Linked DNA regions of Mus musculus: region 1 is linked to region 2. Evidence: chromatin contacts called from public HiChIP or PLAC-seq data. All regions are on one chromosome and are shown on one strand. The core of a region is the stretch at or near the end of the contact, and the rest is flanking DNA. Distances in the headings are between cores, read along the strand shown.

Region 1 (5,389 bases), core at 1,411-3,910, 170 kb after region 2:
CCGTGCTAAAGCTGCTCTTCTGGAAGAATCTGATTCTGGGCTCAGGGTCCAGGTAAGAAGGTTTCTCTGGGCAGGGAGGCCCTGAAATGAGCCTGTTTATCTCTGGCAGGCCTTGGGTAAAATTCTCTCCTCGGAATGCCATTTGGGCCCTTTGATATAAGCAGAGTACATTAGTCACGAGCCTCAGCGGCCTCGGAATCTGAAACTACTGTCACCAAACAGTTCTGCGTTGCCCCCCCCACCTCAGGTCTGCAGTGGAGGAGGCAGCTGGGCTCCTGCAGGGTAAGGAAAGTGATTCCAGCCCGGGGATGGTAGCTCAGGGCGGCAGAGCGTTACCTGGATCACAGGGCCATGAAATTAGCAGCAGTGAGCGGGCTGCAGCCAAGAACGATTGGCCATGCAGGCTCCTGCCTTCAGCTGTCTGGTTCCACGGCCTGGGGTGTTAAGGATGCACCCTCATCCTGGAACAGCCCACTCCCATCTGGACAAGTTGAGAGGTAAACAGAGGGAAGACAGTGGCTTCCTGTGCTCCTGAGGTCCCATGGAGGGGACATGGGACTGGGACATGCTTGGTGGCTGTGCCACTTCCAAGTGGGGTTGAGGGGGCTGGGGAGGGGTCCAGAGGAGAGATGGGAAAGCCTCAAAAAACTGCAGCCAGCCATATGTCACCATAGGTCCCTAAGGATGGGGAGGCCCAATCAAATGGTTCCCTCAGCCCTGGAAACCTTGACCCCTTGGGCTATCTTGGGCTATGAAGATAGCCCAAGGTCAACATGAACTGAGACTAAATCTGTTCTCCAAAGAGCAAGGCTTCCCTAGCCTCTGTCCCTGTCCATACTTTATAGTTCCTTCCAGACGATCAGCAGAGCTCCCCAGTCTCCTGGAAGGCCCTACTTTCCCTGTCTGCATGGAGGCAGGAGCACTTCTTCTTCCCTCCCCACCAGAAGGGGAGCACTCCTTCTTCCCTCCCCATCACTGTCTCTCTTCCCTCTGCTGCCGAGCCATTGCACAAGACCGCCTGACTCCCAATTTCTGTTGGCTGGCTCTTCCTTCTCTGTGGGTCAAGAGCTTTAAAAAAAAAAAAAAAAAAAAAAAAAAAAAAAAAAAAGCCAGGCGTGGTGGCCGCACACCTTTAATCCCAGCACTCGGGAGGCAGAGGCAGGTGGATTTCTGAGTTCGAGGCCAGCCTGGTCTACAAAGTGAGTTCCAGGACAGCCAGGGCTATACAGAGAAACCCTGTCTCGAAAAACCAAAAAAAAAAAAAAAAAAAAAAAAAAAAAAGGTACTTTGACCTCACTGCCCCCCTCCCCGCCAGCTCTTTACTTCCTTTTTCTTAGCACTCCTAGAAAGCCTTGGCTCTGTCCTCCCTGTAGGGAGCTCTGCCTGCCTTCTTCCCAAGCTGCCATGGGAAACTGTTCCTGCATGGGGTCCCAGCCCCCCCCCCCCCCCAGCCAGGTCATCTCTAGCCTCATGCTTCTGACATCATCTGTTACACCTTCCACAGTGAGTCCAGGAGTCCCGCTCTGATCTAGGGTAGCCTTAGGGCCCTGGGGTGAGCCCTGATTTGGAAAGGAAGTCTTGGATCTTCCTTCCTTGAAGGGAGGTAAACTTCATATCCAAAGCATAGGGCACACATTAAAAGAGAGGCTGTGCACACGAGGTGGGGGAGGGGAAGGCAGACCCAGGGGTGCCAAGGGTCCTAAGACCCCAAAGGCTGCAAGATGTTCTTCCCCGGAGCCTTGGTTCCAGCCTCCCAGTTTGACAGGCTGTGGGGTTAGAGAGAAAGACCTGCCCCATCTGGGAGGCATCCACACGCACCTCCCAACCCTGTACAAGCTGATCTGTGCCCAGGCCTGTAGCACCAACACAGGTAGGCTAAAGCCAGTCTGAGGGCCAAGGGTGGCCCTCATCCTTCTGCAAACACAGGGATGTGGTCCCACCTGTCACTCCTGCCTGCGATGGTAGCTTTACTGAGTATCCTGGGGCCCGGCAAGCCTGAAGTATTTGATCTCTGTATCAGGGACCTCACAGGATGATTTTACAGGCTGGCCCTGTCTCATCTCATTTTACACACACATATATACATGGGTGGTATGTGTTCTTATGGGTATTTATGAGTGTGAAGGTCAGAGGGCAATGCCAGGTGTTCATTTTATTTTTGAGTCAGGGTCTCCTGCTGAACCTGGAGGTCACAGATTTGGCTAGACTGGCTGGCAAGCACCCTGGATTCCCTCAAGGCTGCAGTTACACGCACGTACTGCTCATGTGGGATTTTTATGTGTGTACTGGGACTCTGACCTCAGGTCCTCATCTCTCCTGCCCTCATTACTCTTTTTTTGTTTGTTTGTTTGTTTTTGTTTTTCAAAACAAGGTTTCTCTGTATAGTCCTGGCTGGCCTGGAACTCAGAGATCCACCTGCCTCTGCCTTCCGAGTGCTTGGATTAAAGGCGTGCGCCACCACCACCTGGCTAATGTCTTCACTTTTAAAGATGGACACAAAGCTCCTCTTCACTAATAAGAGTAAAACCCACAAACCAAGGCTGGCTCTCCCAAACCATGATCCTCCTGCCTCAGGAGGAGGTATAACACAGCAGTGTGCTTTCTACCCACCCCACTCCACCCCTGCCAAGCTTTCTCTAGGCCCCAGTAGGACAAGCCAACATCTCTCCTGTTCCTCTTTCTATTCCTCCCGCTCCGGAAACAGCCAGCCAAACAGTGGCTGGGGGGTGGGGGGCACAGAAGGAAGGACCAGAGAAAAAGGAGCCTGAGAAACACACACACACACACACACACACACACACACACACACCAGAGACAGTCACTATGAGTGTCCAAGTCTGCTTGTCTCTCTTCTTCCTAAGCCATGGGGACATTGGAAGGTGGCCTTAGAAAACCCCTATAACTCATTTAGCCATGTCTACACAGGGCAGCTTCTATAGACCCTAGGTGGGGCCCATGTATCTGAGGGACAAGGGCCATGCCTGAGACATGGCTGTTCAGGGCCTCTCTGCTAGCCCTGCCAGGTGCTTCCTCCTACACACACAGCGTTTCCATTGTGGCCACAAACTTCTCTGAAGATTCATGTGGTGGTCAGAGCTACAGGTTGTGACCGTATTCAGGTGCACACACATGTGTACACTCATTCACATACACACTCACACACAGACACACACACATACTCATACACACACACACAGACACACACACATACTCATACACAGCAGACACATACTCATACACAGACACATACACACACTCATATAGACACACACACTCACACAGACATACATACACACAAGACATACTCACTCAGACACATACACACACAGACACATTCACACAAACACAGATATAGACACACAGAGAGACACACTCATACACAGACACATTCACACAAACACACATGTAAACACAGAGATACAGACAGACACACACATACACTTCACACAGACACACTCACTCACACACAGACACACAGAGACACACTCATACACTCACGCAAACATGTACAGACACACACACAGACTCACATGGACACACAGAGATATACTCACTCACACATAGACACATAGACACCAACACAGAGAAAGACATACACACACACAAACACACACACACACTCACGCTCACACACCACTGACAATCTAATGGAAACCCAGACCCTCCACTGTCCCTGCAGAACTTTCTCAGCTGAAGACTGCCCTTAGGAGAAGTACTCTGGGGCTGGAGAGACGGCTTAGTGGTTAAGAGCACTGACTGCTCTTCCAGAGGTCCTGAGTTTAATTCCCAGCAACCACGTGGTGGCTCACAACCATCTGTAATGGGGTCCAAAGCCCTCTTCTGGTATCTGAAGAGACCAACAGTATACTCACATATATAAAATAAAACAAATCTTAAAAAAGAAAAGTACTTTGAGTTTGTACAAAGCCTCTAATTGGCTTTGCTCTCCGCTCACTCACAACGATGAACCACATTAAAAAGACATCGACCTCCAGGCGGTGGTGGTGCACGCCTTTAATCCCAGCACTTGGGAGGCAGAGGCAGGTGGATTTCTGAGTTCGAAGCCAGCCTGGTCTAAAAAGTGAGTTCCAGGACAGCCAGGGCTATACAGAGAAACCCTGTCTCGAAAAACCAAAAAAATAAATAAATAAATAAATAAATAAATAAATAAAAAGACATCGACCACTTTGGCCCAGGCTTCTTTCTATCAATCATGCTGGGGAGATTGCCTCTAGAGTCTAAAGATATATGCAAAAGGAAATAACATCAAAGACAGACAGAGAGAGGTGGGGGAGAGGAAGGGATGGATGGGCCTGAGCGGCCAGCCGTACAGATGGAGCCCAGGATGGTAAGCAGGTGGGAAGAGATAAAAAAGGGAGGGAGAGCTGCAGAGGGGGCCAGAGCTGTGACTGACAGCTTCACAGGAAGCAGAACAAAAGGGGGAGGGGCGTCACAGGTGGGGGAGGGGCATCACAGTGGGGGAGGGGCATCACAGGTGTTAGACACTGGGAACCATGCTGGCTGGACTGTGGTTAGTGACAGAGGGTAGACAGGGGAACTTACAAAATGACTCAGTTTTGGTTCTGGGTTTTCACAAATGGCTTACAGCAGCCATCCACGCAGGCCGAGCAATGGGTAGCTGGCATGGAGTGGGGCAGCTGACCCTTACGCCTGATGGCCACCTACCCGAACTCTATGGCCAATATCTAGAGTCCCTAGCAGCCTCCTGACCACTGCTATCTCCTTTTGAGAAGTGGCCGGGCTCAGGCAGGTGCCTTAGTTCTCTTTGGAGTGTGTGAAGGGTGAGGGATAGCTAGGATTTGATTTTTTAAAAAGTTCATGACCCAACAGACTATCCCTCTTCCATTTGAGAAGAAATCTATGTCAAGAAATCTGTCTCTCTCTAGGACAGTCGTGTCTCTATACTGGGAACAGTCATCTTGCAGCTCTGGTCCCCCTGACAGCTGGCCACATCTGCACCTTGGGAGGCGAGTCTGAAGGATAGGGCTAGGAGCTAAGTATTCAACAGGTACCCTACCTAACACGAATGTGGGCTGCAGCCCTGTTCATCTGAGCAGCCACCAGCAGGTTCCTCACACATACCCACGCCAACTGTGAGAAGAGGACACATGGTCCTCACTCCTTACAATGACAGGAGGCGTTTACATTATAGGCCACAGCCTGTGACTGGCTAGGAAGCAATGGAATGGATTCAGGCCAGAGTTCCATCTTACCCTATTTTCTGTTTGCCACCTGCCTTTCTTACTGTGGTGGTTTGTATATGTTTGGCCCAGGGAGTGGCACTATTGGAAGGTTTGGCCTTGTTGGAGTAGGTGTGGCCTTGTTGGAGTAGGTGTGGCCTTGTGAGAGTAGGTGTGGCCTTGTTGTA
Region 2 (5,033 bases), core at 1,997-4,496:
TCCTCCTCCTCCTCCCCCTCCTCCTCTCCCTCTTCTTCCTCTTCTTCTTCTTCTTCCTCCTCCTCCTCCTCTTCCTCCTCCTCTTCTTCTTCCTCTTCCTCCAACTTACTTTTTCTCGGCTTTTCCCCTAGTCAGACACCTTCCAAGATGCCTAAAGACTCACTTTACATTCACTCCGAGCTCCAGTGCCCTGCTACTTTGCAGGGACCACATGACCAGGAATCAGTAGCTTTTAGCATCCCCCCCCCCAAGCCCCTCTCCCAATGCGGAGTCCTGGTTAGCAACGGGGTGCTGATGCCCAACTTCACCCTGGGCCCTAAATTGCACCTTGGGGCTCAAGTGTCCATGCCAGCTTCTATTGACCCATTTGCAAGATGGGCAAAGAATCTTTTTCCTTGCCAGTTGTGGCCTGGAGAGTGAAGTGATTTGGGTCCAAATCAGGATGCTGAAGAAAGGCAAACTGCTTGGCTCGGATGTTGAAGACAGGAATCTGCACCCCCCCCCCCCACACACACACACAAGAGTGAATCACAAATTAGTTCAGCTACCATCAAGAAGAGAGAAAACTGGTCATCTGTGAACCTAGCAAGGCTGCAGCTGGCCAAAGGCCCTTGGCACCCACACCAGAGATGCTGGACGCTGAGTGAATTGTGTATGCCCCGCTTAAGTCTGTAAGCCATATTTCTTACAGGCTTTCTGAGGAATTGAGTTCTGGAGAGGGACAAGCATGGCTCGTGCCAGGCCTAATGTAGAAGCCCCGTTCCAGGAACTGGGGCCAAAAGTGACTTGCTTCTTTGCATACCAGACCAGGTCCTTAGCTCCCAGGCCTCAATGCCCTTCTCTGGACAGGGCCTCAGGAAGAGATTCTTCTGACTCGGGCTGGGTCAGCTCGCCACTCCCTACCCTTGTGCTGCCACAAGCCTGGAGCTACATAGCAACGTTGGCCTTGAGCGGCAGCATCTGTAAACTCACATGCATCTCCCTAAGCATCCGCAAGCCTCCTGGGCAAAGTGTAGCCTGCACAAAGCCGCCAGCATCCCTAAAGAGGCTGAGTTCGTGCAAACTGGACTGCGCCTTCACCTCCCCTAGGAGGGATAAGGGGAACTGGAGTGTGGAGGGAGGCCTGGAGTCTGGCCCGGCTGCTCGATTTCATTCACCGTTCCCAGCTACGTTGTCTCACTGGAGGCACCGGGCTGTGGAGGGAGAAGTCGAGTGCTTTTCAATTTCACGCCAGGTATCAGTGGCCAGGCCCTGGCTGGTCTTATCTCCCTGGCTTCCTGCCCAGGTGGGGGTCCGCTGAGCTCAGCTTCGCTGTAAAGACCACAGCGAGGCTACCTCTAGAGCAGGACTTATGGTCAATGGAGACTGAAGCACTCTGGCATCGACAGGCAGGTGGGATGTGAGGCCAGGGTCCTGCTGTAGGAGGCGGTGGGCTTGGGGCTGACGATCTCTATACATATTATGCCACTGAAGATAGTGGTTCAAGCGCCAATCAGGGTCACGGTGAGCCGTGACTTTTAGGGTGGAAGATGCTTAGCAACAATCTTTACTTTCTTTATTTCCCCCACGTGAGGAAGCAGATGCTCTGGAAAAAGCAGATGTCCCAGAGAAATATGTGACAGAACTGAATCTAGCTCCAGCTGTGGGGCCGAGATCCCAGGATGCCCCTCAGTAAGCAAGGTCAACTGTGTATCTCTACACAACTACATAGAACACTCCAGAGGGTCTCCACCTGCTGAGAGACCGCAGCTACAGCATCCCTCCCTGCTGCAGGGAGGTAAGATGCTTCCCTCCGATGGCCTCGGTTTTCTTATCTGGAGAATGGAAGCAGGAAGAGTATCAAGTACAAAAAAACATCCTTAGGATCCTCTACAGATCAAATCAGGGGCCAGGGAGAGATGGCTCAGCAGGTAAAAGTCCTCGATGCGCAAGCCTCATGACCTAGGACCTGTGCTGGAGAGAGAGAACAGACTCCTGCAAGTCATTATCTGATTTCCACACTGTGGTATGCACATGGCTGTGTGTTTAACTCACTCTCACATTCACTCAAACACACAGACTGGCAGGCAGGCAGACAGACAGACTGGATAGATAAAAATCAAAGTATTAGGGGGTGAACAATCTATGGTTGAGGCTGGACTTGGCCCACACAGCCTGTGTTTGTGCACGTCACCAACGTTTCCACGCGTGTGTTGGGGGGGGAGGGAATCTGGAGATAGTATTTCATAGCTCATGGAAATTGCATAAGATCCGAGCTCAGCATCTGTGGCCTAGCCATGCTCATGCATCTTTCAGGTGTGCCCAATCCTGTGATGCTGACATCTGTCATCTCTGAACATTTCCAAAGTTCATGTTCCAGACCCATGCAGTCTAATCACCATAAATAGATAGATAGATAGATAGATAGATAGATAGATAAAAATTATCATCATGTTTTAGTAAGCTTTACAGTTAAACATTTGTGTCACATTTATTGTCATCCTTGGTCACATGGCCTGTATCCAGTGTGTGTGTCCCAGGCTGGACTTACCTGTATATATACCATCTATAATTGCTTTTGTGTGGCCAGGAAGCTTAATGGTTGCAACAGAGACCCTAGGAGAATTCTAACTACTTACTAGGCGGTGCTTTGTAGAAGGTGTCCACTAGCCCGTAAGCTGGGTCCAGGTTCCAAGCCCCAACAGGGAGCACAATGAAAAAGAACAGCTGTGGGATGACTTTCTTTACATGCGAATGCGAGACGCAGGAAAAGATGCAGGGTTCCACCTACATGCCCACAGGGGTGCCTCAATATCTGTAGTGAACAGACTTCCCTTTCAACATCTCCCCACTGTGTCCAGCTTCAGAGCTGGGGTGGGGGTGGGGGTCTAAGCTTGCCTTGCCAGAGTCTCTGCTCCTACAGGTCCACGGGGCTCCCTGCCCAGCTGGCTGGGGCTTGAGCGAGCATGTTGTCGATAAGCGGGTGTCTGCGTGGCTGGAGGAGAGGAATCAGAGCGGGTAATTGCCGCGTGAAGATGACAGCGCAGCGATTTATCCACCCCAAACCAGGCTCCCGCATACCAAGAGGCAACCTGCAGCTGAGAATCGATACCGCCCCAGAGGAGGGATTATTAGGGACAGAAGGGGGCTGGAAGGATCCATATGAACCTGATGGCTGTCTATTTCGAAAGAGGCTACAAGCTGCATGAGAAGCATGCGCTCTCGGGAGTGTTTGCTCTGCCAGGGAAAGCCAGGCTGGCGGAAGCTGTGGGGCCCTCTCTAAAACCCACTTCCTGAAACCCAAGGACTGGAGAGGTAACGAAGGTCTCAAGAGTCAGGCTAAGGGACAGAAACGGCAATGGGAACCCAGGAGGGAGTCGTCTTTCTAAGGCCCGACATAGAACCTTGTTGGAGTCCCAGCTCCATCTCAGTTCTCTGTAGGATGGGAAGTTACCGAGCATTGTGAGGCCACTAGCCCGGGGGGATGCTGGGAATTCCCAGGTTAGGGCCACAGCCAGCAGTGGCTGGAGAAGGGAATGGGGATTTTCAATTCTGAAAGTCTTCCCTGTCTCATTTGGGACTTTCTCTCTTGTCATTTTCCAAAGCAGTTTGGGAAAGGTTGAAATGGGGAGACCACTGCCCCAGTATCTTCTGGGGAGATGAGTATACAACTTCTTGGGATAGTGGGGGCCAGATAGGCTCATCCACAAGAGTCTATGTGTAGTCATATGTGGGGGATCCCAGCTGCCATCACTCTCCAAGGACCATGGATGCTGGGATGGAGTGCACACTCTGTGACTAAAATCTAGAAAGCACAGACACATTTTGTGCCACAAAATGAAGAAAAGAGCTGCCATCTGCTCTCCTCTGACTTGGTGGGTTCTCCCAGTGCAGCCCCAGGAGCCCAGAGGCCTAGAAAAATATGCACTCTGGTCTTTGAGAGAGCCCCAGGCCTTGCACTTTACCCTAACAACTGGAGGCATCTCTCTACGACTTGACTCTGAGGTTGTGAGAGCTCCCCAGTGCTCAGTGAGTGGCCAGTCCCAGGCTACCCTCTCAAGACTCCCAGGTTCCCAGAAAAAAAAGAGGCCCATGGTTTCAACTAGGATCCTGGCAGAAAAAGTGTTAAGAAGCCATGGATGCTTGCTCTTCTGCTAGGTGCATCCCACCCTCCGGGAGTAGAGAAGGAAGGAAAAGGTGAGCAGAGATGGAGAAGGAGAAAAGGCTGGAGGAAAAGAGACAAAGAAGAGGGGTCAGAGAACAGGGTAAATGGAAGAAGAGGAGGAAGAGAGGTCACATGGAGAGAGGAGGGGGGAGGAGGAGGAGGAGGAGGAGAGGCAGGGGGAGGGATGAAGGCGGAGGGCCTGGGAACTTGAACTCAGGCTTGGAGTGTGTCTATCAGTTGCCACAAGGGCAGGGAAGTGGGTGCTGAGCCACAGAGCATGGCTTGCTTGGCTTGGAAGTGACACCCTGGTTTTTAGGAGGGTTGCTTCCTTGCTTGGAGAGACCTGGGTTCCAAGTTGCCGGTAGGCTGGGCTCGAAAGTAAGCCAGTTTTGCCCTAGAGCCCCCAGAGTACATCAGTGTGTTTACTCTGATAGCCTAGCTGGGATGTCACAAAGAGGACCAGACTGTAGTGTGCTGTCTGTAGGTCAAGGTCATTCATTTGCCCTGCTAGCTGGGAAGGGAGTCAGAGCATCAAGCAGGTAGGGAGACAACATGGGGAGAGACCTCACCAGTGACCTGGGGCTTAGGTCCTGACTGGCAGGGTCAGGTACTGGGATCTCCCTAGATCACCCAGAGACAAGCAACCCATCTTCTCAGGGTTACACAGCCCAGGGCTTTTGATCTTAGATTCCAATGTGTTGCTCAGTTCTGATTCTGCTCTTGACAAATGGGAGACTCAGTAGGTCCCCTCCTCTACCTCACTTTCCCCATTGTAGTCCAGCTACAAGAGTCTGTGCCCTGCCAGCCTCCCCGGGCTTCGGTGAGGCTTTAGTATAGTGGGACAGCCACCGTTTGTTGGTGCGCTTCAGAAACACAAATGTACTTTTGT

Evidence for each region. HiChIP or PLAC-seq counts read pairs in DNA pulled down with a chosen protein or histone mark.
Region 1: a contact with region 2 is called in an H3K27ac HiChIP or PLAC-seq map of the HPC-7 cell line, with 5 times the contacts expected there. The contact joins two enhancer-like sites. A contact is called at or near these places in 1 of 39 promoter capture datasets (cranial neural crest), 1 of 15 datasets of contacts at CTCF or cohesin (the NIH/3T3 cell line), 1 of 484 Hi-C or Micro-C datasets (nephron progenitors), 4 of 115 datasets of contacts at active chromatin or transcription factors (the HPC-7 cell line, astrocytes, bone marrow-derived macrophages and 1 more) and 2 of 9 other capture datasets (liver and pancreatic islet).

The regions. Positions count from the first base shown.
Region 1 is chr10:60,737,126-60,742,514 of GRCm38.p6, forward strand. The region is part of intron 2 of Slc29a3 (solute carrier family 29 (nucleoside transporters), member 3); the gene reads right to left. Among named protein-coding and RNA genes, the nearest start is that of Slc29a3, 13 kb to the right of the region's middle. Within about 2 kb of position 2,661, at least 80 of the 459 cell types and tissues checked have an H3K27ac peak or open chromatin away from gene starts, as enhancers often do. A contact at or near this core is called in the HPC-7 cell line and bone marrow-derived macrophages, where this site is marked.
Region 2 is chr10:60,563,640-60,568,672 of GRCm38.p6, forward strand. The region is part of intron 7 of Cdh23 (cadherin 23 (otocadherin)); the gene reads right to left. Among named protein-coding and RNA genes, the nearest start is that of Gm51803, 120 kb to the right of the region's middle. Within about 2 kb of position 3,247, at least 68 of the 459 cell types and tissues checked have an H3K27ac peak or open chromatin away from gene starts, as enhancers often do. A contact at or near this core is called in the HPC-7 cell line and bone marrow-derived macrophages, where this site is marked.